5 separate regions of the Mus musculus genome follow, and regions 2, 3, 4 and 5 are each linked to region 1. Evidence: chromatin contacts called from public HiChIP or PLAC-seq and promoter capture Hi-C data. All regions are on one chromosome and are shown on one strand. Each heading gives the region's core, a stretch centred on a gene start, on an enhancer-like site or on the middle of the called end of the contact. The rest is flanking DNA. Distances are from core to core; before and after follow the strand shown. Region 1 holds the start of 2810425M01Rik (RIKEN cDNA 2810425M01 gene). Region 2 holds the start of Icosl (icos ligand). Region 3 holds the start of Pdxk (pyridoxal (pyridoxine, vitamin B6) kinase). Region 4 holds the start of Pwp2 (PWP2 periodic tryptophan protein homolog (yeast)). Region 5 holds the start of Trappc10 (trafficking protein particle complex 10).

The links. Promoter capture Hi-C pulls out the DNA fragments that hold promoters and counts their contacts. HiChIP or PLAC-seq counts read pairs in DNA pulled down with a chosen protein or histone mark. Capture Hi-C pulls out chosen DNA fragments and counts their contacts.
Region 2: a promoter capture Hi-C map of embryonic stem cells shows a contact between it and region 1, with 2.3 times the contacts expected there. The contact joins the promoter of Icosl here to the promoter of 2810425M01Rik in region 1. A contact is called at or near these places in 1 of 39 promoter capture datasets (embryonic stem cells), 1 of 115 datasets of contacts at active chromatin or transcription factors (bone marrow-derived macrophages) and 1 of 9 other capture datasets (pancreatic islet).
Region 3: an HNF4G HiChIP or PLAC-seq map of pancreatic cancer cells shows a contact between it and region 1. The contact joins the promoter of Pdxk here to the promoter of 2810425M01Rik in region 1.
Region 4: a contact with region 1 is called in a promoter capture Hi-C map of liver, with 4 times the contacts expected there. The contact joins the promoter of Pwp2 here to the promoter of 2810425M01Rik in region 1. A contact is called at or near these places in 4 of 39 promoter capture datasets (embryonic stem cells, hippocampal neurons, liver and 1 more), 3 of 115 datasets of contacts at active chromatin or transcription factors (microglia, neural tube and pancreatic cancer cells) and 1 of 9 other capture datasets (liver).
Region 5: a promoter capture Hi-C map of neural stem cells shows a contact between it and region 1. The contact joins the promoter of Trappc10 here to the promoter of 2810425M01Rik in region 1. A contact is called at or near these places in 1 of 39 promoter capture datasets (neural stem cells), 1 of 115 datasets of contacts at active chromatin or transcription factors (memory CD8 T cells) and 2 of 9 other capture datasets (adipose tissue and liver).

What each region holds. Positions count from the first base shown.
Region 1 is chr10:77,513,823-77,518,494 of GRCm38.p6, forward strand. 2810425M01Rik (RIKEN cDNA 2810425M01 gene) reads left to right here and starts at 2,076. Exons shown (of 1, transcript NR_163865.1): 1 at 2,076-3,119. Fam207a (family with sequence similarity 207, member A) reads right to left here and starts at 1,991. Exons shown (of 6, transcript NM_133998.3): 1 at 1,781-1,991; 2 at 484-592. The coding sequence starts at 1,918.
Region 2 is chr10:78,065,800-78,070,639 of GRCm38.p6, forward strand. It overlaps Icosl (icos ligand), which reads left to right and starts at 3,569. Exons shown (of 7, transcript NM_015790.3): 1 at 3,569-3,736. The coding sequence starts at 3,726. Gm51775 (a long non-coding RNA gene) reads right to left here and starts at 4,676. Exons shown (of 3, transcript XR_003948913.1): 1 at 4,661-4,676; 2 at 2,076-2,142; 3 at 161-1,874.
Region 3 is chr10:78,462,956-78,467,741 of GRCm38.p6, forward strand. It overlaps Pdxk (pyridoxal (pyridoxine, vitamin B6) kinase), which reads right to left and starts at 1,993. Exons shown (of 11, transcript NM_172134.2): 1 at 1,806-1,993. The coding sequence starts at 1,892.
Region 4 is chr10:78,183,395-78,187,687 of GRCm38.p6, forward strand. Pwp2 (PWP2 periodic tryptophan protein homolog (yeast)) reads right to left here and starts at 1,755. Exons shown (of 21, transcript NM_029546.2): 1 at 1,677-1,755; 2 at 664-776. The coding sequence starts at 1,694. Trappc10 (trafficking protein particle complex 10) reads right to left here. Exons shown (of 23, transcript NM_001081055.2): 23 at 2,028-4,293.
Region 5 is chr10:78,241,921-78,246,635 of GRCm38.p6, forward strand. It overlaps Trappc10 (trafficking protein particle complex 10), which reads right to left and starts at 2,725. Exons shown (of 23, transcript NM_001081055.2): 1 at 2,516-2,725. The coding sequence starts at 2,582.

The sequences.
Region 1 (4,672 bases), core at 826-3,325:
CAAGGCCTGCCTGCTTTTTGCCGCCTTGACAACACAGGCGCAGCATCAATGTTGCAGGTAAGTTATCTAGTGTAAGCACGCTCAGAATTTATGAATGGAATGCCGGGCAGCCTGATACCTGCTTCAAAAGGACTCCTTGTGTGGTACCAAGGGTAGGCACTGGCCTGTGGCACTCCTCAGCGCCAGTCTTTCTACTTTGGTATACTTTACGGTTTTGTTCTTTTTTTATTTTTCCTGTAAAAGTAACATCTCCTTTAGTCTTGCTTTGAGACAGGGTCTTTCCACACAGCCTTGTTTCTTCCTGGAACTAGATGTGTAGTCCAGGCTGGCCTTGAATGTAGAGACTGGCCTGCCTCAGCCTCTCAAGTGCCGGGATTTAAGCTATGCAACACATGTCATGCCTAGTGTCATCTTTTAAAGCACGGGCTAGTCCACAGGCAACAGTCAGGCTGCCCTCTCGACTCTCCAAAGGCAGGAACTCACCTCTCTTTAGGGACACCACACTCCTCTGGTCCAGCTCCAGCCTCTGCACCAACGCACTAGGGTCTATCTGTGTCCTGGCAAAGATGTCATTGTGAACGAATGTCCAGTCCTGCAATCCCAACAGGAGAAGAGAGAGGACATCAAGTTGACTTTTGGTTTGAGAGTCACACATCGAGAAGATGCTAAGGCAAAAATCCTCTACTTCTCAGCCAGGGAGGCCCCGGAAGAGTATCTACGTCCTTGTTCCCAGATCAGGCCTGTTCCTTCCTGCCCCCATCAGACTTGGGACAATCAGAGAGTCTTGGGGAGTAGAGCCACACTAGCACAGGGCCTGAGCACAGCCTCCCTGCAAACACATGCAGATCCAAGAGTAGCTGTGAGATAAGGCATGACTGCTGCTTACAACTGTATGCATGGGCCCTCCCAGGAGTGAGCAGAGGGAATCCTCTAAGTACTGGTCCTTGGGCATCTCTGAGGAACAAAAATAGGAACACCAACCACATAACCTTCCAGTGAGGCAAAGACGCGGCTGACCAAAGGGGCATAAAAACAATCTCTGTCAACACAAGGCTTAAATTTGAGCCAAGTTACCAAATTAAAAGAAAAATGGGAAAAATAAGAATCAATGGCTGCACGAATCAATGACTGCACAGCACCTCCCGTGGGTGTGGGTGTGGGAGAAAACAGAAGCTCTCAGTTTGGCTACAACAACAAATAAAAGCTGGGCACAGTGGGCTACAGCCTGGGCACGAGAGTGACAAGCTGGGGGGGGGGGCTAGGGTGAAACCTTGTCTCAAAAGAATAAAGAAAGAATGAGATGAGGTAAAATAAAAATAAATAAGATCCCAAAGGCCAAAGCAACAAGCAAGCGCCAGGGACACAAGTGCATGCCATGCCTTTAACCCCAGCATGTGGGAGGCAGGGGCAGGTCAATCTCTTATGAGTTCGAGGCCAGCCTGGTCTACAGCGTGAGTTCCAGAATAGTCAGGGCTACATAGAGAGACCCTGTCTCAAACACACACCAGAGACTGAGACACAGAGATAGACAGAGGCAGACAGACAGCGCCCTGCGACATTTCCAGAGCGTAGTGGGATATTTTCCCCCAGAGATGGAAGCGCTTCTGGAGCCTCACACCCCAACCGAGAAGGCATGACGGCTAAAGGTGGGCCGGGTCAGGACCCTAACCAGAGTGGCAGGAACACACACAGAAGAGGCGACACCCAACCATCCAGGGCTCCTGATCTTTGGAGATCCGGCTCGGCAGAGACCTGGCCCGACCGGCGCCCCACACCTCACCTTCGCCCCCGCTCCGCCCGCCGGGGATTGTGGGAGCGCCGGCTCCACGGCGCGGGGCACAGGGCCCGGTGCAGAATCCCCGTCGGGTCTCACGGCCGCCCGGTGCACACGAGCCCGCAGCGCCCTCACTTTCCCCATCTTCCCTGGAGGTTTCCGCCTGTTAGCAACGCCGCCTCACTAGTGGAAGAGCCTCCCGGAAGTGCTCCCAGACAGCCGGAAATAGAGCCGCGGCTGCGTAGATCGGCGTTCGGCCGGTCCCCGGAAGTGCCTCCCGTAGCGCGTGCGCAGTTGCGGTGCTTACGTCGCGCGCTCCCGCTAGCGCGTTAGACGTGTGGCGATGTGGCTGCAGCCAAGAGCCAGGGAAGTAAAACTATTGAAGCCTCGGGTGCACGTTACGCCATGTTTCTATCGCGCGCGTCTGGGGTAGAATAGGGAGAAAGGTTCACGTCGGTTTTACTCATGCGGGTCTCTATGTGTGCAGCTTGGCGTTTCGTCCTTAAAACAGGTCCTGGAGTTGGGGACTTTGCAATTCCACTTAAATGGGTACCAGATGGACCGAACGGCCTCCGTCTTCCTGCACAGTCGGCTCCGTGTCCAACAGCCCCTGTGCACCCAGTGCAGTATTGCTTAAGGAAAGCAAGGACGAAGGGTAATTCCAGCTCTTCACCCAAATGACACCTGTAAAATACAATACAAAACCAAAGTGGGCTATAGTTGGAGCCACAAAAGAAAGTTGGGCCCAGGCACAGCCAGGGTAGAGGCCTTCTGCCTTCTTCCCTTCTAGGGTAGAGAGCATCCTGGATGCCGGGACGTCTCTGCTAGGGATCCACAGTGAGATGGGATTTGTGGGGAGAAGGTGAGCCCAAAGCGGAGTCCGGTGCCCCACAGTGGCTGAAGTAGCAGAGCATGCCAGGGAGCAGAGCCAATAAGCATCTTTCCGATGCGGTTTCTCATCAGGGGATGCCTCCAGGTTCCTGCTCCTTCCCTGACGATGAGATCCAACCTGTAAGATGTAAAGAACACCTTCCTCCCCACGCTGCCTTTGATAAGTGTTTTTATCACAGCAACAGAAAGCAATCTAGAACAGTGAGTGAGTGGCTGCAGGCCAAGCAGTGCACTAGATGTGAAGCTGAGACAAACTAGATTGAATCAGGCGACTTGAAGAGACGTTTGAGCCAGAACAGCTGAATTGAATCAGCCAGTAAGAGTTCAGAAAGAGCTAGAAAAGGAGATCGTAGTCAGCAGTAAGCCTCCGAGACAACAAGGACATCAAGCGAATAAAAGTTACTTTCGCAAGCTTGTTTTGAGATGACCTGGGAATAAAGTCCATTGAACTCTTCACAACCTGGTTCATCTCCCCAGAAGATCTGGCAGCCAGAGCCACCCTGAAAGCTAGCCTGGCTTTTACCTAGGACAGATCCCCACCCCACCCCCCCACCCCCTAAATGTTTTCTCCTTCTCAACCCTCAGCAGTGTTCCTGTGCTCTGGGCTGTCCGATGGACCCCAGGTTCCCCCATGGAGGATGAGTTGCTTAAGGCCAGTTCCAGGGCACCCCAAGGAACTCACAAGTCGACGACAACAAAGTTAATTTTTTAGAATCCTCAACTCTTCTTCCTGCCGCCTGAGGGCGCGCGTGTCCCGTGCTTCCCTGGCTCCTGGCAAACTAGTTTTGCAGTTAGAGAGGACTGTACAGCTAGTTTTGCAGTTAGAGAGAGGACTGTACAGGTGTCTCTGGCTAATTCCCCCCCCCCCTCGGGCTCTAGACCGCGACCCTGCTCCAAGTCAACTAGAGTGTAGGTGTGACCGCAGGCTGGTCCACTGATACAGCTACTGGGAGGCGGGATGGGGGTTTGGGGTGAGGGGAGGCGGACAATGTATCATCGCGCCCAGCCCTGGAAACTCAGCTGCCAGACCCCGCAGGCATCAGCAGGGTCCAGATCACCTCTCAGTTCGTCCCCAGCCCCAGCGACTGATCCAAGACAGTTCTGCCTGGCTTTTCTCGGGGAGGAGGGCTCCCTTGATCCTCCCAGGGAGGTGGCCAAGTTTGCTGGGTCCACCTTTCTTTGGGTGACCTAGCCAAGGCCTGAGCTTTTTCAAGCCTAGTTTCCCTGTTTCTACAGTGGGGGTTAGAATGAGCTGCTTGAGGACTAAGAGAAAAGTGAGAGCCAGGAAGTGACCCCTAGCAGCTTATAGTTGGAGATCACAGATTCCTAGGGCTGGGCAGAAAAGAGGCTGGTATCACAGTGTGAATGAAGGGCGGGAGCCCCAGGCACAGGGCTGGTACAGACACACAGCATCTCAGAGGCCCAGGACCTTCTGGTGACGGAACCCGCAACACAGAGTCCTAATTTGACTCTGATCATGGGTGCTAGGCCAGCCAGCCGCTCAAGGCAGTGGGGCAGGGAATTGGCCTCCTGTCCTTCACAGCTTCTGGCTGAGCACCAAGGCCCAAGGCCTTCCAGCCACCTGGGTCAACCTGCAAAGGGCACAGAGCAACTTCCCAGGAGTTCCCTGAAGTCTGGTGATCAGGGAGATGGGGAAAGGCAGGCATGGGTGTCCATGTGCCGTTACCTCCCAGACCCTCTGGTGTGTACATTGATGAGAGGCCAGATCTTTGAAGATCAGACTCCATTTTAGAGAACCTGACCTAAGTTTGAACTAAGGTAAACTAACAGGCTGGTACCTAGCATTAGTTTCCAAGTTGCCCCCCTCCTCAACAAAACCTGAGCCTAGCTCCAGTCTCTAGGTTAATTCCCAGCAAGACCAGCATCTCCAGGTTATACCCTCAACATGACCAGTACCTCCAGGTTATTCCCCCAACAAACCTGCATCCCCAGGTTACAAGCCCACCCCTGCCTAATGACCACCAATGCAGAAGGGAGCAGAAGTTA
Region 2 (4,840 bases), core at 2,319-4,818, 550 kb after region 1:
AGGACCTCTGCTCGCTCTCTCAGTCCCTGAGAGCTCTGGCACAAGGATTTATTTATTTATTATTATAAATAAGTACAGATGGTTGTGAACCACCATGTGGTTGCTGGGATTTGAACTCAGGACCTTCGGAAGAGCAGTCAGTGTTCTTAACCTCTGAGCCATCTCTCCAGCCCTCTCTTTTGTTCTTTTTATAAAACACAACAGATCCTGTCTCAAAATCAAACCAAAGCACAAGTCTGTATCTGTTGTGATCTGTGCAGTTCAGGGTGTGCATTAACTCATGAGGAATCTTAGTATCTTACAGCAATGTGATCTGTGCAGTTCAGGGTGTGCATTAACTCATGAGGAATCTTAGTATCTTACAGCAATGTGATCTGTGCAGTTCAGGGTGTGCATTAACTCATGAGGAACACTTAGTATCTTACAGCAATGTGATCTGTGCAGTTCAGGGTGTGCATTAACTCATGAGGAACACTTAGTATCTTACAGCAATGTGATCTGTGCAGTTCAGGGTGTGCATTAACTCATGAGGAATACTTAGTATCTTACAGCAATGTGATCTGTGCAGTTCAGGGTGTGCATTAACTCATGAGGAACACTTAGTATCTTACAGCAATGTGATCTGTGCAGTTCAGGGTGTGCATTAACTCATGAGGAACACTTAGTATCTTACAGCAATGTGATCTGTGCAGTTCAGGGTGTGCATTAACTCATGAGGAACACTTAGTATCTTACAGCAATGTGATCTGTGCAGTTCAGGGTGTGCATTAACTCATGAGGAATACTTAGTATCTTACAGCAATGTGATCTGTGCAGTTCAGGGTGTGCATTAACTCATGAGGAATCTTAGTATCTTACAGCAATGTGATCTGTGCAGTTCAGGGTGTGCATTAACTCATGAGGAATACTTAGTATCTTACAGCAATGTGATCTGTGCAGTTCAGGGTGTGCATTAACTCATGAGGAATCTTAGTATCTTACAGCAATGGTTCTCAACCTCTGAACCACTGCGATCTTTTAATACAGTTCCTCAAGTTGTGGTGACTTTCATCCATAAAGTTATTTTTGTTACTACTTCATAGCTGAAGTTATGTTACTGTTATGTCTTGTGATATAAACATCTATGTTTTTTGATGGTCTTGGGTGACCCCTGTAAACAAATTATTCAATCCCAAAGGGGTTGCGGCTTACAGGTTGAGAACCATTCTTCCATCAGTGTTGGGTAACTTACTTGGTGGTGCATAGTTTCCAAGAAGCAAAGGTGGGATTTGAGCCCAGCCATGTATTTGCCACGGTCTCCTGCAGGCTCCCAGGGGCTCCTTCCCTGCACCTGCCCAACTCTGCCTAGTGTCCATTTCTAGCCAAGATATAAATCACTTCCTTACTATGCTAAGGTCCCTTTGTTTAGCAGCATTTGGCTTTCTGGGATTCCAGATGTTGTGGGGAAGTGCAGGGCACTAATTTTTGCAGAGCTCCTGTCCCTGCCGCTTTGCCAGCCATAGCATAGTCCAGGTCAGCCATAAAAGCCCCTTCAACCTTTGCTCTCTACTGCCTGCCTGGAAGAACTGCTGAGTGAGGATCAGGACACAAGGCAAGGAGTGGCATAAGTGTCAGCCAATGGGGGCGCTGTTCTGGCCCCTGGGCATCAGTGATAGGCCCAGATGTTGATGCCAAGTCAGGCCTATCCAATCAGAGAAGCCTCGAGATTAGTGCTGGGGGTTGTACAGCTGGAGTGGAGTGGACCAGAGCTGGGGAGCCTGTGGCCAGGAGAGTTGGAACATAGGATGTGGTGGTACCCTATCGGCTCCATCTGCCAATTGATGCCAAGGTGACTCCCCAACACGGGCTTCTGCTGAGTCCTCAGTGCTGCCAACCTAGTGGGGGAGAAGAGCAAGTGAGGCCACCACTCCCGATGTGCGATGTACTTACCAAGACTCCGGGTTGACTCCTGGATTATGTCTGCCAGAGCCCAGGGGTCAAGTTCTGATAACTTCTGTTTTTTCCTAGCACACGAAGAAGGTAGCCCCCCTCCCTGCAGGAGGGCCAACCCCCACCCCCACCCTCAGGCTGCTTACCTCGGCCGCACTGGTCCCCACCTCTGCTTGTCTCTTCTGTTCTTTTGTGCTTGTCCTGGCCTGCTCCCTGATGTTGATAGCCAAGAGCCAGAGATTTTTAGTTTCTCTCTCTCTCTCTCTCTCTCTCTCTCTCTCTCTCTCTCTCTCTCTCTCCTCTCTCTCTCTCTCCTCTCTCTCTCTCTCTCTCCCCCTCCCTCCCTCCCTCCCTTTCTTTTTTTTTCAAGACAGGGTTTCTCTGTGTAGCCCTGGCTGTCCTGGAACTCACTCTGTAGACCAGGCTGGCCTCGAACTCAGAAATCCACCTGCCTCTGCCTCCCAAGTGTTGGGATTAAAGGCATGCGCCACCACTGCTCGGCTTCTTTTTCTTTTCTTTTCTTTTCTTTTCTTTTCTTTTCTTTTCTTTTCTTTTCTTTTCTTTTCTTTTCCTTTTTTCTTTTTTCTTTTCTTCTTCTCTTCTCTTCTCTTCTCTTCTCTTCTCTTCTCTTCTCTTCTTTCCTCCTCCTCCTCCCCGCCTCCTCCTCCACCTTCTCTTCCTTTTCTTTTTCGAGACAGGGTTTCTCTGTGTAGCCCTGACTGTCCTAGAACTCACTCTGTAGACCAGGCTAGCCTCAGACTCAAGAGATCCACCTGCCTGCCTCTCCCTGGCCTCCCGCATTCTCAATTCACTGGCAGGTGGGGCGGGGAGGGGGCGTGGGGGTTGAGGGAGAGCAGGGAATGGGGTGAGAAGAGAGTCCTGAGCTTAGACACAGGCTCAACGCTTATGAACCGTTAAGGCTCTCCCAGAGTGAGTGCCAGAGAGCACGAGGCTGGGAACAGGATTGCCAAGTCTGGCTGGCTTTGGAGGAGAAAATGGACACTTCATTCTGTGTTCCACAACTTTATCCCTCACCAAGCCTTCGAAGTTGGGTGATGGGAGATCTGGACAAGAGTGGAGCCCGTCTTCTCCTCCCTTTCTCCCTCCTGCTGGCCCCTCTCTCCTCCCACTCGCCTGGCTTTCACTTTTTAATTCCTAGTCGTTAGGTTTTCTGATCATCTACGGTCTTTGGTCAGCCCCAGGTCCGGGCTTTGAACCTTGGTTCATCTTCTACAAGACAGGGCCCAACATCGGGCTCTAAAAGAGGGACGCAGGGACCAGGCCGGGAATGTTCTGGGCAGCGTTGGGGGGGGGGGGGGTGGGGGGTGCAGCGGCTGAGTTTCCTGTCTTCCCACCCTCACCCTAAGCCTCAGTGCCCAGACTTTCGGCCGCACCGGAGCCGGCCCTCCTTTTGCCCTCGCCGGGATCCACAAACCACCCCACACCCTGGCACCTGTAACTCATGCCCAAGTCTCCGACCCTGCTCAGCAGCCGATTGGGTTACTTTCGGGAGCGGGAGAGCGGAGGCGGAGCTCCCCGCCTCCAACCCCCGCTCGGAGGTGGCCGGAGGGATGGGCCGAGGGCGGGATCCCGCCTGTGCCCAATTAGCCAGGCGCGCAGCGCTAGCGAGCGCAGTTACAGCGGGTCTCCTGCCGCCAAAGCCTCAAGAACCCCAGATTTCAGCGCCCCAAGCCTGGAAGCTCCCCAGTTCTTCGTGGCCCCCAACAGCTCCGGAACCCCAGCCGCTGCAACTCTCCGCGTCCGAAATCCAGCACCCCGCAGTCTGCGCTCGCACCATGCAGCTAAAGTGAGTCCGTTCGCTGTTGTGTCCCGTGAGTGGGGTGGGGGAGCCGGGGACCCACCCGAACTAGGACTGAGATTGCCCGACGCTAGCGCAGCGGCTCTGTACCGGCGCAGATGTGCCCAGTTCCGGACGGCTAGCGGCCACACCTGGACCTGCCGGCTTGGACGGCAGGGGGCGGCGCAGGGCTAACCCGCTGCACCCGCGGACCAGACCCCGGCGCGTGGGCGGCTGTAGGCGGAGGAAGGGCAAGAGCCGGTACTGAAGGTGAAAACTCATAGCAGCCATGGGCACTGGCTTAGCCGCCGCCGCCCTTCTCCCTGTTGATTTCCCAGAAGGGAGGATGTGTGTTACCTCAAAGGCCAGCTGATACCCAGTGCATGGGGACAGGACACCTCCTTGTACACTTGACTTCCCTCACAGATCCAGACTGGGCAGGGGAAGTGGGAGGTGTGTAGGAGGGGTGTGTGTGTGTGTGTGAGAGAGAGACAGTTTTGCGCTCCGGCGTTTTGCAAATATTTCCCTCAGGCACTTGTACCGTAGACACTCCATCTCCACTGGCTACTTGCTGAGGTCCTCAGTCCACAAGTGTCCTAACCACAGAGTCTCCAGGGATAGAAAAGGGGAGACCTTGCAGGCTACCGAGTGCCTGCTGGCCAGTGGCTGGCTTGAGTTTGTGGTTTGCCCACTAATCATTCCTGGGGACACCCCCCCCCCCCCGTGTGTGCGTGTGTGTGTGTGTCCATCCATCCCTCCCTGTGGCTTCCCAAGGGTTTCTTTTGAGACAATCTTCTGAGAATTTCAGGGCTGCTGTTGAAAGAGAGGGAGAATTTTTGGTTGGTTGGTTGGTTGGTTGGTTGGTTGGTTGGTTGGTTGGTGTTTTTTTGAGACAGGGTTTCTCTGTGTAGCCCTGGCTGTCCTGGAACTTACTCTGTAGACCAGGCTGGCCTCAAACTCAGAAATCTGCCTGCCTCTGCCTCCCAAGTGCTGGGATTAAAGGCGTGCGCCACCACTGCCTGGCTGAGAGTGAGGTTTTATAAAAGGTGTGTGGGCAACTGTGAAGTGTCTGTGACCTGCTGCAGGGTCTTAGCCCCTATAGAGAGTCTCCAT
Region 3 (4,786 bases), core at 743-3,242, 950 kb after region 1:
ACAGGGGGAGAGATGAGTGGGATTGGGGAGCATGATGAGAAATTCAATAAAAAGGGAGGAGGAATGAGAGAAGGGGAAGGGATCCCCTCCCTTGAGCAGTTGGAACCCCATATCTTCAACCTGAATAAGGACACTGAGCCCTTGGTGCAGTCTAGAGGACAGAGGACCAGGGGACCCAGGGACAGTGTGCTGGGTGAAGGAAGAGTACCAGCAAGTGGAAGAGGCAAGCAACGCAGGACACGGGGTCTCAGAAGCCGGCACACCTCTGCCCAAGGTGAGGGAACTGCATGAAGCTCAGCCTGGCCCCGCCCTCCCTGGCTGTCCCTCCTTCAGGACTCTGCCCCTTTGCTCCTTAGTACAGTCTTTTTTTGAGAAAGGGTTTCTCTGTGTAGCCCTGGCTGTCCTGGAACTCACTCTGTAGACCAGGTTGGCCTTGAACTCAGAAATCCGCCTGTCTTTGACTCCCAAGTGCTGGGATTAAAGGCATGTGCCACCACACCCGGCTCCTTAGTACAGTCTTACTTCAATGACCTTGTTACCCCAATCCTGGCCCCTTAAGCTAGAGAGCAAAGGTAAAGAGCATGAAGCACCAGACCAGTGCATTCTGGATAGAACAAGAATGCCTACACTAGACCGTGTGGGTGAAGCACTGTTTATCAACCAACAGGCGCTCAAACACTCAGCAACTGCCCTTGCCTACAGACTTTGATCTCCTATGCTGTATAATAACAATCAATTGCTCTATTTGTCTGGCAAGCAAGCCTGATTCAGGACAGTCCTCTATTGTCCTTAAATGCAGTTCCAGCCACCTGTTTTCCTTCCAAGTCCTTCTTTCAGGTCCATGGTAGCCAGAGGCTACACCCTAACATCTCCCAGGAATCAGTTTAATGGCTAGACATGAGCGGAAGGGGAACGGGGACCTGCCACCCTGCTCAGTGACCAGCCAAAAAAGATACATTGCAAGAGGCCACCACCTGGTTGCCCAGGCCAGCCCAATCTTCCTGCTGGACCGGCCAGGCAAGGAAGCTCCAGTCAGCTGATATTGCCTATGACCCCTATTCTAATGCCCATGACAACCTGGTTCCCTCCAAGGGCAACCAGTCACAAGCAGGAAGCACCACCTGCCAGAAATGATCAGAGATAGCCTCATTCATCACACATCTCACAGGAGATAGGATCTGGGAAGAAAAGGCTACAGCCCTTCTAACAGGTTGCTTCCAAAGCCAAACTCAGCAAACTATGCTGTCTTTTAGGAATAAAAGCAAGCACGCGGGAGGTGCAGAGTTCCAGCCCCATCTCTGCGGGTGACAGACCACCCTAAGAGTGTTCAGACCCAAGCGTGGGCCCAGCTTCCTCCTTGGTCCAAGTTCATAGAATGGGTAGAAGCAGAACGTGGATGTCTGCAGAGAGCGAGCAATCACTAGCCAATGTGTCTACCAAGAGGCTCTCCGCGCTCCCAAAGGAAAGGATTCTCCCAGCTCAGCATTTTAACGCTTCGGGAAGCCCCTGCCCACTGTTGGTCAGGCAGACGGAAGCAACAGGGACCCTCAGGCGCTACCGTGTGCGCCACAGCCGGGCAGGGGGCTTCGTGCCACCTGCACCACCCCGCTGTAAGCTCCCCAGGGTAGTCCACGCCCCCGGCCTGCCTGCGCCAGGATCTGCCCTCAGCGCGCCCAGCGCTCAATAGGGACCCAAAAGGATGGCCACAGGGGGCCAAGGTCATTAGTCGGAAAAGGCCACGCAGCGAACCCGTAGACCCGCAAGTGAGCAGCCCGGCCCGGTTACATAAGCAGTGGAGCGCATACCTGCAGAGGGAACATGGCCGCTCTGTTACCCACGTAGCCACGGACAACATGGCTCTGGATGGAGAGCACCCGGCATTCGCCCTCCATGCCGGGAAAGCTGTAGTGGCGCGTGGTCCAGGTGGTGTCACAGGCTGGGGTTGCTCAGGCCGCTCGCTCGGATTCTGCTCCGAGCGCTTTAAGCACGCGCAGTCGCTAGGCTTGGACGCGCTCCCCGCCTCCTCTGACCTCAACAGGCCGGCTGCTAACCCGCGAGTCCCGCGCGGCGAGGGGCGGGCTGAAGGCGGTGCCTCACGCAGGCCCCGCCCCTCCGGGCAACGGGACCTGTGGAATCCAGCACATGAGCTCCTTCCTCTGTGCTCCATCACGTGGCCTCACATCCCTTTTTGCAGATCTGTCTGTGCGTCAGGGGGTTCGCCTGTATCACACTCCACAGCACGGTACTTTCAGTACACACTGTTCCACCTCCTTGGCCCGCGGCGCTGATCACTCCATGGGTGGCATACTCCGGAGCTGCTGTCCAAAGAGTTTCCACTGAGCTCCAGAGCCTGAAGACCCTCAGAGATCAGGAGATCCTTTCCAGCCACGCGGCCTGCGTGGAATCCCAGACCCAGTAGGGCTCACAGGCATCTGATCTCAGGCTACCCTGAGTCAGGAGTCACGTGCCCCTTCTCAATATAATAAGAGATCTTCTCTAGGCTCAAGTCTGCTTAGAGCCACTCATGGGGACAGATTTGAAGGGGCTGCACTGGTCTTCCCCTCTTCACTACCCACCAAGTCCTCTCAGTCCTAGGGAAAGCGCACCTCTCTTCCTGTCCCATCTCCAGACCTACACTTGGCACTCCTGTGGTCACGGACACACCAGGGTCACAGATCAGTGGCACAGGCCAGTATGTCAAGTTTGCTTTATCTTGGTGAGAGAGAGTACTGGGGACCAGATCTGCTCTGAAGAGAAAGGAACATTCCCATTGCTTGGGGAACAGATCAGAAAAAGGAAGTGGTTTTGAGGCTCCGTTGGTGGGGTGCATACCAAGGCCCCAGCACCAGAAAAGCTGTAAAGAAGAACCAAGTTGTTAGGAAGGCTTGACTGGAATCAACTAAATGGAAGTACATTGGAGGAATAATTAATTGCTTGCTGATAGTAACGTTTGCTGGATACTATGTATGTGCTAAACATTTCTTGTAACTGAATCTTGCTAGCCTGGAGCAATGGTGTACATTTATAATCCCGGCATTTCTGTGTTTGTGTATGTGTATAGAAGACCTCTGGTGTTATACTTAGGGAGGGGCAATTCACTTTGAGCTTTTCTTTAGCTTTTTTGAGACAAGGTCTCATGATGTCTCTCTCCCTGATCCAGCTCACTATCTAAGCCAAGCTGGCTTTGAACTCAGAGACCCACCTAACTTGAGTGCCAGGATTAAAGGTGTATGCCACCACACCTGGAACTGCCTTGGATTTATTTTATGTATTCATTTACTTAGATACCCTACTAGGACCCGGAAGTTCTCTCTTAGTTTGTCTAGGCTTCCTGGTTATGAAGCCCCTGGGATCTACCTGTTTCTATTCCTCATTGCTGAGGTTACAAATGCTGTTCTAACCAGGCAGTGGTGGCTCACACCTTTAATCCCAGCACTTGGGAGGCAGAGGCAGGCAGATTTCTGAGTTCGAGAATAGCCTGGTCTACAGAATGAGTTTCAGGACGACTAGGGCTATACAGACAAAACCTGTCTCAAAAAATAAAAACCCAATAAATAAATAAATTCTGTTCTTTTGTTTGTTTGTTTAGGCAAGGACTCACTATGTAGTCCTGGCTGGACTCGAACTTGCTATGTACTCTGAGTTGGTCTCAGAATCAGATCTACCACTCTTCACCCCCTGAGTACTGAGATTAAAGGGGTGTGCCACCGTGCCCGGGCAAAAAGTTTTAAATTTACATTTGTATTTAATTCAAGTGCGAGTGGTGCACACACACGCCACGGTGCACATGCGGAGGTCAGAGGACAACTTGCAGGAGGAGTTGGTTCTTTCCTTCCACCGTGTGGGTTCCAGGAATCCACAAATCCTGGTTTTGTGCCAAGCGCTCTCACCTTAGTCAATTACTTGCTCCCTGGATTACACAATTTTTTTAAACCTTTGACATCTTAGTGATTCAGTTGTTTTTTGCTTGGCATGCTGGGTCGAGGGAGGGTTAAGAAGAAACTCTAAAGGACAGCTCTTGAATGGTTGACATTGTCACTGTTAATAAGAATAAATGTGACTCAGAGCTCATATGTCCTTCTGTCCCCTAGCCCAGGGAACTGTGGGGCGTTTATACGCAGCTCTCAGATTCTGCAGGACACCTTCAGACAGGCAGTGCGTGGAGCCCAGAGCTGAGCCTCAGTTCTCCTGCATAGGCTTGCCTCCTCTGTGGGTCATCTGAGGACTTGGATTTAGGGATTGAATGTGGACAGAGCTCCCTGGCATAAGGCTCCTGCAAGCAAGTGGCCTTATTCAGGATTTCTGTCCCTTCATTTTTTTTTTTTTCCTCTTTCTGCTCATTCGGCATGGAGTAGCCTCAGGCCTTTGCCACTCTGTGTTGAGCCTTCTGTAACGTGACATGGACTAGAGTGTGGCCAGACTGCAGTGTGACTCCAGGAGATCACAAACCAACTAGCATTTCTCCCTTAGTCCCAGTGCAGTCAGGAAGTAGTCCCTGCTTTGCCTTAGCACATTCTCTGCTGAGTGGGGTTGGTTTGTGGCAGGATTTCCCTATATAATTCAAACAGGCTTCAAACTCAGATCCCTGCCTTGGTCTCCAATATTTGGTGACAAGAGTCACTGACTATGAAACCTAGACAGGACCTTTCCATAAATCTAAAGGACATTATAGCCCCTTGGTGGACTCTGGCAGCCCTGAGGTAGTCCAGCTCTGGGGGTGCAGGGGAGCTATGACCTTTCTGTGGCAAGTGCCTCGCTGATGGGCTGCTTACCATGACTTTTCCAG
Region 4 (4,293 bases), core at 505-3,004, 670 kb after region 1:
TGTTATTTAAAGAGACAGTGACACAGAAGACCTGACTAGACCCAGTAATCCATCGACAGCAGGCACAGTAGGTTATACTGCTGGCCCAGCCTACAGTGTCTGGTAACGGAGGTCTAGGACTAGCCAGCTAACTGAAGCTAATGGGAGCACAGTGGCCAGAAGAACTGGAGGGTCTTGCCCAGGCTAGAGGGGATCAGCCTACAGACGTTCAGACAGTCAAGTGCTGAGTCATTCCTAGTCAGAAAAGGAGCCACAGCACATTTGTTGGGACAAGCAAAGCTAAGCCTAATCTCAGCAGGGAAGGTGGGAACCATCAGGGCTGTTGAGCAAGGACCCAAGACAGCCTGAACTCTCCAAACCACCTGTCCTGGGGCCCTTAGAGCCGCCCCTCCCCCCACAGTAAGTGCTCACCTTTTGAGATAACCTTCCTATCTGCCACCACCCCTACTTGCTAGCCAACAGCCAAAAGGCACATGACTTTTCCTTTCCCTTTAAGAGTAATGCTGGTGTTCTAGATACTAGAATGAAAAACGAGGACCTCAGCAGGCAACTCTACCATGACCTGTGTCCTCCTAAATCCAGTAGTCCTGCAAGCCACAAAGAGGATGGCTAGCCTTCACACGGAGGATAACGTCCCTGCTAACATTGTCTCCCCATACTTACTTCTTAAGGTCAAACACAGTGACTCTATTTCCCACGGGGCTGATAACAGAATTTCCATCATGTGTGAAATTTAAGTTTCCACACCGATAAACCGTACCCAACAAATTCGAGAACTGCAAAGGAAATGAATCAGTTTTAACACAGAGAACACAGCGTCAGCTCTCTGAAATGGTGATGAGAGGCATCTGGGCATAGGTAGTAAAGTACCTGACCATAGGTGTGTCCTGCCCCTGGGCAGAGGAGGAACCCAACTTAATTCTCAGGAGCCCAGGGTTCCCTTGAATGGTACTATACTCCCAAGACAGGAAGCATTTGCCAGGCACAGAAGGGCACAGGATCTCCATTCTAAGAGAAGCTGCTTCAGTGAACAGGGCTGCAGGAGATGCTCACCACGCCCACCGTGCTAAGTATCAGTGCCCCGGTGTATCCATTCAGTTATCAAAGGCAAGCATCTCCATCCAGCAGACACAGCTGGGTGTAGAGACCCGAGCCTTGTGTTCTATGTCCACATAGAAACGGCACATAGGCAATTGGACAGATGTCCAAACACTGCAAAGCCCAGCAGAGCAGTAGGGTAGTTGCTTACTGGGATTGCCTGGGCTAACTAAGGCAGGAGTCGATCTGGGGTGTAGGTGGGCAGCTATGCAACGAGATAACACCAGGCAGAGCTAGGCTCCTAAGAGGTATGATCAGCAGAGGAGCGCTGTCGAGACTGCTCCAAGAACTGGCGGCCCTGTAGAGAGCTGGGTGTTGCTTGAAGTTTGTTGTTAAGAGCCTTTCAGCAGCTATTGCTGTGTTGTCTGGCAAGAGGAGTTTGGACAGGGCTGGGTACAGCCCGAGACCTGTTGGGTAGGAGCCCGGAGCTCCTGGTATAAACCAGGAGCAATAGATTGCGATGGGTCGACCCACTAGTGCTTCCCACAGGCAGCCGAGATGACAACGACCTCGGTCTCTCCCGCGTCCTCGGAACCTTCCATCGCCCTCCCGTTGCCCCTGCCCGGCCCGCCGCTCACCCGGTAAGCGAATTTCATCCTGGAACCACACGTGGGGTACCGTACTGCAACCACTTCCGGAATACAAACAATCTCCGGCGCTTAAAACGCGCACTTCCGGGGCGGAGCCGCAACCCTAGTGTCCTGGGAAGCCCCGCCCGTCCCTCCCTCACCCCCACTCCCGCCACCACCCTGCCTCTACGCAGGCGCTGCGTAGCGGTGAACTAGCTGAGACCGCTAGGACGGTGGAGAATGGAGCTAAGTTCTAGGTCTCCATGCAGAGCCCAGTCCGGAGCTGAGAAAGCGAGCAAATCGTCACACACTCGCCTGTAACCGTGCAAAACAAAAACAAAAACCCAAGTTCAAACGGAGTTTCTTCTTAAAACGTGTATTTTTAGAATTTTAATGCTTACACTTTAAACGATCTTAGTACAGCGGCCTTACTCTGACATTATGTTACAGAACACTGTGAAAATGGAACCAACGCCTGCAGTGTCAAGGTGCGGCCGTCACCTTTCCTAGACCCCATCCCAGAGAACAAGAGCTGCCAACTCTCTTACAGAGAAAGGTGTCTTCATGAGAAATAACAGAACTACCAACATTTTAGATCTCCCCTTTGTTTTATTCTTAATATATATAATTAGAAAACCGTAGAGAACTCAGAAATATGAAACTCAGGGGGTGGGCGGTGAACTCAAGAGCCAGACTCCACTCTAAAGGACTACACACGGATGCGGGAGGCTAGCAGTGCCGGGTGGAAGCTTTTCTGCCAGGATCAAGTCTCAAAGACCTCCCCACACATGGACTTGACATCTGCAGGCCAACTGTCAAAGGTTTACCGAAAACAGAGTTCAGAGGGCTGTAGACATTCAGTAAGTACCAAGTTCTAATTTGCATACCCAGCTCCCCAAGTTTATTAGTTTTAAACTGCACATAAAATAGGTTTTCAGAGGGTTTTAAATAAATGTTTGTTTTTTTTTTGTTTTTTTTTTTTTTAAGGTTTATGTGAGTACACTGCCACTGTCTTCAGACACACTAGAAGAGGGCATCAGATCCCATTACATATGGTTATGAGCCACCATGTGGTTGCTGGGATTTGAACTCAGGACCTCTGGTAGAGCAGCCAATGCTCTTAACCACTGAGCCATCTCTCCAGCCCCAGTGTTTATTTTCTTTAAGCATTCCTCCAATTCCTGCAAATGAAAACCACTTGGTGGTGGTGTGTTGTGGGCGTCGTACTATCCTTTATTTACTGGCTGAGTTAAAAGCAAATACCCTGGGGCTGGAGAGATGGCTTAGCAGTTAAGAGCACTGAGTACTCTTCTGAAGGTCCTGAGTTCAAATCCCAGCAACCACATGGTGGCTCACAACCATCCGTAATGGGATCTGATGCCCTCTTCTGGAGTGTCTGAAGACAGCGACAGTGTACTTACATATAATAAATAAACAAATCTTAAAAAAAAAAAAAAGCAAATACACTGAATACTGAAAGTGTTGGCTTGGTTCTCCTGGTTCTCTCTGTGCCCCTGACTCTGGGCCCAAACATGGTCCCCAGGGGGCAGCGACTCCTGAAGAGGGCTCCCTCCTCTCCCAGCTTTCTACCTCAGGTCCCACTCACAGACACCACGCCAATAAGCCCAGAGCACTCTATCTCCTATATACAAAAATACATCACTTTGGAGGACTGAGAACGTTTAATACATACAGCATCTATTTACAATCTATGACTTCCACACCAGTAAAAACAAACACACATTTATTTTGTCCTTGATTTTTGGTGCAACTTATACACAAACATTACATCAGTTAGTCTGTACTCTTAAAAATAATAAATCAACAATATGTACAATCAAATTTACAACCAAAAGTAAATGAACCCGTTGGTGCGGTATGACTGCAACCCAGTGGCCCAGCTGAGGTCCTCCAGGCCCTGAGTCCTTTACGACTGATCAGAGCACAAGAGAGGCCCCTCTCATCTTCACTCCAGATGGAGCATCTTCAGTTCCAAGACTTAAGGTGCAAAAGATGTCGATTATACAGCTACAATACATGAGCAGACTTTAAAGTGAGAGAAAACATTTTACCCCCACATCCAACAATTATAATAAATATAGATTTAATTCCAAGTGCATATGTTATTCAATCAACATTAGGGGAGTCGGGGATCCAGAACTTTTAGCCTAAGCCATCTCCACACCACACTTCCCTCCTCTCTGGTCTTCTCTGCAGTACCTTTCACGTGGCTTCTACAGATGGATCTTGTGATCTGCTGGGCATCCCAAGGCACAGAAGGGGTTATGTTCCCTCCCACCCCACCCCACGGCCCCAAAGCTGTTACTATAAAACCATAACCAGGGGCTCTGGCGTGTAGGACAGTGTTTTATCCCAGGAGGCCCACAGTTGCCCAGGGACTGGGCTTTGTGAGAAGGGCACACAGTGCCATAAGAGGACTGCAGTCTGCTGAAGATCCACCTTAAAGAAACCATGGCGGTGTATGGAAAGCCACTAGGAGAGGGCTGTGAGAAGAGACCAGACCCTCTTGGGAGGGTCTGAGGAGTTGGGGATACCAGCACGGGGCACAGGGCCAGGGATAAAAAAAATGAAAACAAATCCTGTGTCATAGACAACATGAGGTGAC
Region 5 (4,715 bases), core at 1,475-3,974, 730 kb after region 1:
GTCACAGGCTTGTAACCCCAGCAATGGGGAGGTGGATACAGTATAATTTCTAGAGGCAGACTAGCATAACTGGTGAAGCCCGGTGTGATGGTTTGTATATTCTTGGGCCAGGGAATGGCACCATTTGGAGGTGTGACCTGGTTGGAGTAGGTGTGTCACTGTGGGTGTGGGCTTAAGATTCTCACCCTGGTTGCCTAGGAGTCAGTCTTCCACTAGCAGCCTTTGGATGAAGACCTAGAACTCTCAGCTCCTCCTGTACCATGCCTGCCTGGATGCTGCCATGCTCCCACCTTGATGATAATGGACTAAACCTCTGAACCTGTAAGCCAGCCCCACATTAAATATTGTTTTTATAAGACTTGCCTTGGTCATGGTGTCTGTTCACAGCAGCAAAACCCTAACTAAGACACCCGGGGTTCCAGGGAGAGACACTGTATGAAGAAACAAACAAACAAACAACAAAAAGTCCAGGAAGACAGCTCAGGTGGACCAATTCCTGAGACTGATCTCTGTTCTCCACAGGTGCACAAGCCTGCACATACACCATATATGTATACACACACACACACAATGATAAACATGAGCTCTGCTTTTTAAAGTGAACTCAGACTGGCTAGGTGAGTGTTGAAGGAGATCTAAAGTATGAATTTTTTAATACGATAAAACAGATTGTTTGGGGAGCAAACACTAAGAGAACCATATACACAGTATTGACGTGTTGTGAAGAGTGAACTGGCCTTTGGGTAGATTTCTGAACTGAGTTCGTTAGCTTCTCCTTTAAAACATAACAAGATAAAGAAGGAATAAGGTGGAACCAGGATAAGTGCTTGCCAAAGCTGCAGCCCCAGAAACATAAAAATGCCACTGAGTGTATACTAAGTCAGATTTCCTGAGTGTCAAAAAAAAAAAAGCCTTTTATTTTAAAGAGATTGCTTTTACATTTCTCTAAAACGACTTTGTTTTCTGAAATTCCAGTGAAGAGCTGTGCCCTCCAACTTGGGGACACCATCAGCACACTTTCTTATGATGCTACCCCAAAGCCATGGGAATCCCCCACCAACACCCAAACTCCAACAGGCCTACAGGAAGGCACCCTGCAGCTGTCCTGCACACAGGAAGGTAAGACATTAAATAGCACACATTTCCAAGTACTAGCTACCAGAGTAATTAACCCTTTCTCCTTAGCCACAGCCGATGCCGCTGAGCTTGCAACTTTACCTTCAGCAGGATGCTGATAAAATGTCTATGGCAATGAAGATGCCAATGTTCAAAGCTAAGGGTCGGGAGATGCAGTCAAGTAAGTGGGTGTCCCTGTGGGTTCTAAGTACTCATCCAGAATTCCTACTGTGCACAGTACTGGGGGAAAGTTCTCAGGACCTGGAACACATTGAATCCAACCATGAACAGGGTGCAACTTCCCTGAGGGGATCAAGGAGCACCCGGGCAGGGCGGGGCAGCCTCCAGACCAGCTCTGCCACATCGGTCCACCTGCCTGCAGGTGAGGTTTGGCAAGCCTCTCAGTTGCCAAGCATTCTGGGAAGAAAAAAAAAAAAAAACAAAACACACACAACTAACTGCTGAACTATGCAAGTCTCCCAACTTTATGGGAGACACATCCATATCCCTGAGAAAGTTAATCTAGCAATAAAGAGATGTAAGTCTTTAAATATGAAATGTCTATGCGGTTACAGGAAGGAACTGGGAGGAGCCCATGTATCCAAGGGCCCAAAGGAGAAAACAGAGCAGGGTGTGCTGGAGACCTTGGGAACCCTGGGGCCTAGCACCAGGTTTTGCAAATATGCTTCCTGTTTAGAAAAAAGTAAATTCATAAGGTCAAGCACATACTGAACTGCCAACAGCCACGTATCACACCTGTCCTTTGAGAGACAGCACCGCAAAGCTGTCAAAATGTTAACCAACCCGTCCACACTTCCCATGAGTCCATAGTTTGCAAAACTACTCCGTTCTGAAATTATGCTTTAAAATGAGGGTTTTCTTTTTCTGTAGCAGAGAAACCAATCTTTGTGTGTGAGTGTGTGTGTGTGTGTGTGTGTGTGTGTGTGTGCATTCAGTGGGAGAAGGAACAAGTGCGGAAGGGGATGTCCGAGCGGGAACTCGCTGGTGGAGCAGCTCTGGAAAGTGCCTATAAGCACAGGATGATTGGACCAGACAGAGCTGGGTTCCTTCCTAAGCCTGGCCGGCCACCTGCCACTCCGGCTTGACAGTCACTAGAGGAAGAGCACCTGCGCTCTGCGGAGAGCTGGGCCTGCCCACCGGACTGCGGTCAGCGCGCAGGAGAGCCGACCCACGGGGAAGGCCGGCCCGATCCCTAGCAGCACTGACAGTACAGAACGAGCTGCTCCGGAGACCGCCCAGGTCAGGACCCAAAGCTTGGCGTCGGCTGCACAGCGGGTCGGAGGTCACCCGCGGAAAGGTCGGAGGTCGGCTGTGTCCGCGTAGATGGGAGCTGCCAAGCCCGGCCGCGCCCCCCGCCCGCCCGCCCCGCCGCACTTACAGGTGACGATGGGCTTGTTCTCCATGGTGTAGACCACCGGTGGCTGTGGCTCCTCAGGGGCGTCCATGGGCGTCCGGCGTCACCGGCCCGGCCCCCCGCCCGCCATGGGCACCCGAGGCAGCGCGGGGCCCGCTGAGCCCGCGCCTCCTCGCCGCCGGCCCCCGGCAGCTCCTAGCCGGCCGCCCGCCGCCGCCGGCCGCGTCCACTTCCGGCCCCGGCGCCGCCGCGTGACCACTTCCGGGGCGCGCGACTTAAAGGGGCGGGCCTCGCCGCCGAATGCCCTCCTACGAAAAAGGCCGCGTGCCGGGCCGCCCGGCGGTGCAGGGCGGGGCCGCTGTAGCTGTCAATAGCGGGAGCCGCCTCTGCCTCGGTTCTCAGGCAGCTGCAGAGGACAGAGGGCGGCGCACGTGCCTGAGCTCCTTGACCCCACCTTCTCAATGCCCAAGCTTGGTGACCCTTGCTTGGTCTCATCAGACCTGTCTAAACTGGATTCTCCTCGGCTTCGCACCTGCAGATGCTCCCTTACCCTCATCCTCGCTTCTACCCTGTGTGCCCCCACGTCACGTCTGGCGGAATTCCCGTTATCTCCGAGGGAGCTTCCTCCTTTCCGGCTTCTGCAGGATGCCTTGGGTCGGTTTTTACATCTGGGCGAGCTCAACTGTGCAGTGCCAAGCTGAGTCTCTGCTTGCCTGTTAACACGGACTTGCCAAGTGTGCTGACTCAAAGCGAGGCAAGATCGAAAGTGTTCCACCCACCCCGTACAACTCCATGTGCACCCGCTGGCACGCCAGCTTCCCACTGTCCTTTCTGGTTTTGTGAGGTTTTTGTTTGATTGGTTGATTAGGTGGTTTTACTCGTATGAACCACCACATAGGTCGTTTCCACCTGCGTCAGCCTTCAGCACTCTTTCCCTTGGCTCCCAGAATGCTCCCTATGTCCCACCTTCATCAGTACTGGTCACCTATAGCTGGTACTGCTTTGAAGCCGCTAGGTATTGTGAATGTCGCAAAATCAAATATTGCTTTGAACTGAACTCGGCGCAAGTAAAGCAGGTCTATGGGAGCTTTTGCAAATGGGATTCAGTGTGCAAATGGAATGTCTGAGCATGACTTGACTGTTGGGGAGCATGTTGGTTTGGGCTTTCAGGCAACTGATTAGGGCAGTTGAAGCAGGTGGAGACTGCCAGGCACAGGGGTTCTCAACCTGTGGGTCCCGAGCCTTTTGGCAAACCTCTAGCTCCAAAAAAAATATTTACATTATGACCCATAACAGTAGCAAAATTACAGTTTATGAAGTAGTAACAAACTATTTTTATTTATGTAATAATTTTATTTTTACTTCTTTAATATATTTATTTTGTTTATTTAATATTTTTCTCTAATATTTTTATTTTTATTTATTTAATTTTTAGTTTATTTATTTAATTTTTATTCATTATTTAATATTTTATTTTTATTTACTTAATATTTATTTTTTATTTAGGAGGGTCACAGCATTAGAAAGGTTCAGAACCACTGGCCTAGAGAGAGCACAGCAAAGCAAGAATAGGGGTCCAAAGCCTCCGTGGACGTGCCAAAGGTTTTTCACCCCATCCAGCTAAGCGTTTGTGAGATGTCAGCACAAAGAACGAAGCTCTCACCTCAAATGGAATAAGAGATGGTGTGCTTCGGAGCCAAATTTGAGTGCCCGCCACCCAGGGGACAAGGATTTTGAGGAATCCTCTGAGGCCTCCTGAGTGGGTAACCCCAGGTTTCGTGATCCCACATGGAAGCACTTGAAGCTTTATAGTTGCAGAACATAAAAAGTCATAAATCAAGACAATTTAAAATACATTGGTGAGTACGTCAGAGAGGCTGTTATAGCTAGAAGGTGGACTCTCTCCTGTTGGCCTCAAATACCATTCTTAGCTTTGGAGGTGGGAAAGCTAGTTGTGATGGTTTCTATACACTTGGGCCAGGAACAAGGGGTGGCACTATTAGCACATGTGACCTTGTTGAAGTAGGCCTGTTACTGTGGGTGTGGGCCTTCACCCTATCTACCTGGAAGTCAGTCTTCCACTAGCAGCATTCAGATGAAGATGTAAAACTCTCAGCTCCTCCTGCACCATGCCTGTCTAGATGCTGCCATGCTCCCACCTTGATGATAACAGACTGGACCTCTGAACCTATAAGCCAGCCTCAGTTAAATGTTGTCCTTTATA